2 separate regions of the Mus musculus genome follow, and region 1 is linked to region 2. A link is a contact called in public HiChIP or PLAC-seq data. All regions are on one chromosome and are shown on one strand. The core of a region is the stretch at or near the end of the contact, and the rest is flanking DNA. Distances in the headings are between cores, read along the strand shown.

Region 1 (2,822 bases), core at 22-2,521, 84 kb after region 2:
ACGTGGGACCATAATGATAGCAATGCTGCTACAGCGCTGCTATGAATGGCAGCCATGAGGACTGGCCGCCTCCTTTGTGGCACATTTACTGAGCATTCACTGTGTGCTAATGGCTGTCGATGCAGTATGCATCAGCTGGTCCAACCCTACAGCCCATCTCGTGTGGGTAATGCCAGCGCCAACACCGACGAATTTAACGTCCTGAGGAGACTCTCTCCAGATTTGATCAGTAGCTCCCCGGGACTTACAGGAGACTGAGAGGAGACAGCTTTGGTGGAAGACCCCCCCCCCCAGTTTTGAGGGTTCTTAGTCAGTAGTAGAAGGAAGTGAGAGAAAGGGGGGATGTGGGTGTTTACCTCTTCTCACCCTGTTAAAAACCTGAGCTCAGGGCTGGAGAGATGACTCAGAGGTTAAGAGCTCTGCTGCTCTCCCAGAGGTCCTGAGTTCAATTCCCAACCCCCACGCCCCCGTGGTGGCTCACAACCATCTATAAGTGAAATCCTATAAGATCCAGTTCCAGCTGGGCGTGGTGGCCCACGCCTTTAATCCCAGCACTCGGGAGGCAGAGGCAGGTGGATTTCTGAGTTCGAGGCCAGCCTGGTCTACAGAGTGAGTTCCAGGACAGCCAGGGCTATACAGAGAAACCCTGTCTTGAAAAACAAACAAACAAAAAAAAAACCCCACAACAACAAGAACAAAAAAAGATCCAGTTCCCTCTTCTGGTGTGCAGATGAACGATGTACATGCAGACAAAACACCCACATACATACATACATACATACATAACTACATACAATCTTTTTTTTAAAGTGGGGGAATAGCTCAGCAGTTAAGAGCCCTGGCTATTCTTCTAGAGGACCCAGGTTCAATTCCCAGCAGCCATATGGCCACATGGCAGCTCACAACCCTCTGTAGCTCCAGTTCCAGGGGATCTGGCACCCTCACACACACATACGTGTGTAGTGAGAATTTGGTTTCTTTTTCTATTTTTTGGTTTTTTGAGACAGGGTTTCTCTGTGTAGCCCTAGCTGTCCTGGAATTCACTCTGTAGACCAGGCTGGCCTCGAACTCAGAAATCTGCCTGCCTCTGCCTCCCGAGTGCTGGGATTAAAGGCGTGTGCCACCACGCCCGGCAGAATTTTGGTTTCTTCAACAGAACAAAACAGAAATATGAATGTACTTTCATCTAAATCCCAGGTGTGGCGCTGCGGGGCTGCTTTGGACTGCCCACAGCCTCGTGCAGGGATGTGATTCTGCCAGCTGCTGATAGTTTCTGTGATTGTGTGACATTTGGGATTCTAGGGACTTTTCAGAGAGTATAAAAGTGCTCGAGCCTGGAGAGGCATAGCTGGTTTTTAGTTATTGTTGGTTGTTGCTGGTTGTTGTTGGTCATGGTTTGTTAAGTAGTCACGCGCAAAGAAGAAATTGGATATCCTGCTAGCAGAGATCAAAGTTACCCCAAGGAACTCAACACCCCTACTCAGCAGGAAGTAGTCTAATGACAATGTCACCCTTTTCTGATCCCTGACTCTATTCAGGGATCTTTCTTTTCCTCTCTATCCATTTTTCTCCCTTATCCAGTGTTAGGGGATTGAAAGAGTAGAAGAAAGAAAAACCTACAAAGTAGCCAAAGACAGCTGCATACATGCAGGCAAAACAAAACAAAACAAAACCAATGCATATAAAAATAAATACACCTTTAAAATGTTGCCTCTTCATGCACACATGTGTGTGCACTGCATGCATATGTGTCACGTATACATGTGTATATGTGTATGGGCATTATGCATCTGTGCATGTCCAGATATGAGCATATGTGTGTGTGTATAAGATCTTCAGTAGCTGATGTGTCACAGCTCTGACAGGACATTCATCCATGAATCCCCTCCCTTAGGCTCCTTAAAGTTCCAGTTTGCATCACAGGGCCCCAGGTTAGCTCTGCTTTGCAGCTTCTCTTGGTCCCATATCTCACCTCATCCTGTCCCCACCCCACCCCCGCCTCCCCACCTCAACCCAACCCCACCCCCGCCCCCTTCCTCCTCCACCCCCCCCCCCACCCACAGGGCAGCAGTTTCCTCCCACCACCTGGTTGTTGGCTGTTAATTGCCTCACTTCTGCCACCCATGGGGCATTCCCTGAATTACACTCTGTGGGGTTCTGTTTCTCTGATTGGATACCTGATCATTAACTAGAGTTTAGCTTCCTAGGACAAGGTGACCAATCAGAATAATGAACTCTTGGCAACATGTAGAACAGAGCAGCTAGCCATGGAAATGCATGTTTGACTGCCAGGGCTTCTGACTGCAAGTGACAGAAAAATAACACAATGCTGTAAGAAGCAAAAAAGAACTAGTGGGTGTTTTGTTGTTGCTGCTGTTGTTGTTTTTTAAAGTTAAAGGAAGGGCTGGGGTTAAAGTTCAAGGATGGGCCCCAGATCTTCTGTCAGGATATTTGCCTGCAGCTCTTTGCTCTGTGTGGACTTTATATTCTCTGTCTCTCTGTCTCTCTCTGTGTATGTTTATGTATGTGTGTGTGTATGTGTGTGTATGTATGTGTGTGTATGTGTGTGTATGTGTGTATGTATGTGTGTGTATGTGTGTACGTGTGTACATGTATGTGTGTATGTGGTCATGCACATACTCATGCATTACATGTATATGACACAGGTCATCCATAGGTGTGTTGTATCCTTTGTCACTCTCTGCCTTATTTTTTGGGAACATGGAGCGCATCGGTTGGCTAGCCTGGCTGGTCAGTGAGCCTCGAAATCCTCCTCATCTGGCTTCCAAGTGCTGAGACTGCAAGTAGGCAGCACGATGTCA
Region 2 (2,700 bases), core at 99-2,598:
ACAGTAAGTTAGATCTCAAGTGTCCCTCCACCCCCACCCCCACCCCCACCCCCACCCCCAAAGCCTGGGTCACCATCCTGGATGCTACCCAGAAGTGGCAGAACCGTTAGGAGGCATGGCCTGCGGAAAGGAAGCCAGCTCTCTGGAGAGATACTACTTCATGGATATTGGGGACGCAGCCCTGAGGTGAGCGGGTCTCATGGACCTGTTCCCACAGCCGTGGCGTACTGCCTTATCACAGGTGACTGGACCAACCCCAAGTCCGAGACCTCAAATACCATGAACTGACGTTCTCGGATGCTTTGTCACCACAACAGAAAGCCAACTGACATGCCCACCCAAAGAGCCTTTTAGTGCTTTTTTTTTTCCCCTTTTCCTTCTTCCTCTTCTATTTAAGATAGAATCCAATGTAGCCCAGGCTGGACTCAAATATGCTATGTAGATGAGGACGACTTTGAAAGCCTGCCTGATCCTCCTGCCTTTGCCTCCTTTGCCAGGATTACATTAAGCCCAGCTTCTGTGCTATTATTGTTTAGTAGTAGTAGTAGTAGTAGTAGTAGTAGTAGTAGTAGTAGTAGTAGTAGTTGTTGTTGTTGTTGTTGTTTTCCCCCTAAACACTGGGATTGCCTTTCTCACTTACTCTAGCTGCCTTCCTATCCACAGAGAGGTCAGAGGTCAAGAACATTCTTTGCAAAGCACGCTTGATGGTCTAACAAGCTATTTGCTAATGCCCACCTCTGCGGTTTACCTGTTGGTTATCATTTTACTGTGTCATTAGAAATGCAGCTGGAAAAAAATCTCCACAGCTTTACATCTTTCATATGCACTGTGTGTGCGCATGTGTGTGTGCACATGTATATGTGAGTGTGTGTGTGTGTGTGTGTGTGTGTGTGTGTGTGTGTGAGTGTGTGAGTGTGTACGTGTGTGCACCAATAAGTGCGCATGCAGAAGACAGATCAGGGCCTCTGGTATCTTCCCTCACTCTCCTCCACCTCGGTGCTCTGAGGCAGGGTCTCTCCTGAACCAGACACTCACCATTTCAGCTAGGCAGGCTGGCCAGCAAGCTCTTGGAATGTGCCTCCCTCTGGCCCCACCTCTAACCCTGTGTAGCTTCTCACATGAGTATAGGGGATTCAAACTCAGGGCCTCCCACTTTCAAAGCAAGCGCTCTTACCCATTGAGCATCTCCCCTGCGCACCCACGGGCTTTTTTTCTTCCCCCTTGAGAGATTCCCAAGGGAACTGAGCCAAGGGTGTTAAAGTCACCGCCAAGCTATTTTAACACTCTGCCGCTCTGCCTGTCCCCTGCCTGTCCCCTGCAGCCATGCCAGCCTGGTTTCACAGCTGCTGTGCACACTGTGGTATAAAGGACAGAAGGTTGACGTTGACACGCGCCTTCTCAGCAGAATGGCAGCCCCGCATCGTTCTCAGCCCACAAGATCTGCGGAGTCTGGAGCATACTGGCTGGGTACTGGGACACAGGCTTGCAAACCTGAGTCTGTTCATTTGAGGCCAGCCTGGGCTACCCCGAAAGACTCTCTCACGAAATAAAGGGATGGGGCACTGCAAGGAGGGGGTAGTTCAGTGGGTGAGCACTTCTCTAGACTGTTCAAAGACTTAGGACCTATCTTCTCCTCCTAGGGCAAGGGGACAAAAAAGCATTCTGGCCCAGATGAAAGTGAGAGTAGGTAGGGGAAACGCTACCCCATTACAGGAACGGGCATGGGATGGGGACACCTTAGCCCAGCCCCTCCCTCCCTGGCAAGCTGACTCCAGAGCCTACACTATCCCCCCTGTGGAATGATTTCACACCCGGGACCGGACAAAGATGCCTTTGTCACTTGCTGCGGGAGCCAGCGCTGCCGGAACATTCTGGGTTCTGTTCATTCAGATCTCCCTGTGTGGGGAGGGGAGGGCACAGCAGAACAGGATGCTTCCCACTGGGGCTGACCTCAGGCCCAGACGCCTCAGCAGACCTGGAGCGGGCTCCAAGCCCCTGCTGGTTTTGCTGGTTCGCTCCACAAACACTAGCTGTGAGCTCAGGCTGGGCCCAGCACTGGAAGCCTGGCTCCACACTTCATCCTCTGACCCAAGAATTCCCACCATTTGCAGATGCAAACACACAGCTGGTGTGAGCCTGGACAGGTTACAAACAAAACCTTTCTCTTACAACGAAGTGACTGGAGAACACCTTCCCACTTAGTTCCTGGGAAGGCCACTGTGCTCGAAGCACAGCACTTCAGACCTGTAACCACCGGTGCTCTTAGGAGATCGGTGGAAAGAGCTAGAACAGCAGGGGAAGAGGCAGTGTGACTGTGGTTTTTAAAGCAAGCAGGCGGGTGGCGAGAAGGCAAAGGAGAGGCAAGGGAAGAAGCCCCAGCTGAGAGAAGAAACAGTCCACCCAGCATCCAGCATCCGTCCCTTTATGGTCCCAATGCTCTGGGGTCTTCTTTCTAGGAACCACCCCTCCCCCCCACCTCCAATGGGTGCAGGGAAGTCCCGCCCCGAGTCTCAGTGAAGGATCAGACATGGGCACAGGGCCTGTGATAGCAAATCGGAGCCCACCCAGGACATGATGGACTCTCTTGTAACCCAGGCCTCTCTGTTCCTGGTTTTTGTTGCTGCTGCTGCTGCTGTTTATATGTTTGTTTGTTGCTTGCTTGTTTGTATGAGACAGGTTCTATGTAGCCCTGGCTATCCT

Evidence for each region. HiChIP or PLAC-seq counts read pairs in DNA pulled down with a chosen protein or histone mark.
Region 1: a contact with region 2 is called in a RAD21 HiChIP or PLAC-seq map of pro-B cells, with 4 times the contacts expected there. The contact joins two enhancer-like sites. A contact is called at or near these places in 2 of 39 promoter capture datasets (the C10 cell line and embryonic stem cells), 3 of 15 datasets of contacts at CTCF or cohesin (CD8 T cells, large pre-B cells and pro-B cells), 24 of 484 Hi-C or Micro-C datasets (the C10 cell line, CD8 T cells, the G1E-ER4 cell line and 13 more), 14 of 115 datasets of contacts at active chromatin or transcription factors (the HPC-7 cell line, the SCID.adh cell line, bone marrow-derived macrophages and 7 more) and 4 of 9 other capture datasets (adipose tissue, embryonic stem cells, liver and 1 more).

The regions. Positions count from the first base shown.
Region 1 is chr2:166,774,345-166,777,166 of GRCm38.p6, forward strand. No RefSeq gene overlaps it. Among named protein-coding and RNA genes, the nearest start is that of Gm31117, 9.7 kb to the left of the region's middle. Within about 2 kb of position 1,272, at least 21 of the 459 cell types and tissues checked have an H3K27ac peak or open chromatin away from gene starts, as enhancers often do. A contact at or near this core is called in pro-B cells, where this site is marked.
Region 2 is chr2:166,690,458-166,693,157 of GRCm38.p6, forward strand. All of the region lies in intron 1 of Prex1 (phosphatidylinositol-3,4,5-trisphosphate-dependent Rac exchange factor 1), which reads right to left. Among named protein-coding and RNA genes, the nearest start is that of Gm50596, 11 kb to the right of the region's middle. Within about 2 kb of position 1,349, at least 69 of the 459 cell types and tissues checked have an H3K27ac peak or open chromatin away from gene starts, as enhancers often do. A contact at or near this core is called in pro-B cells, where this site is marked.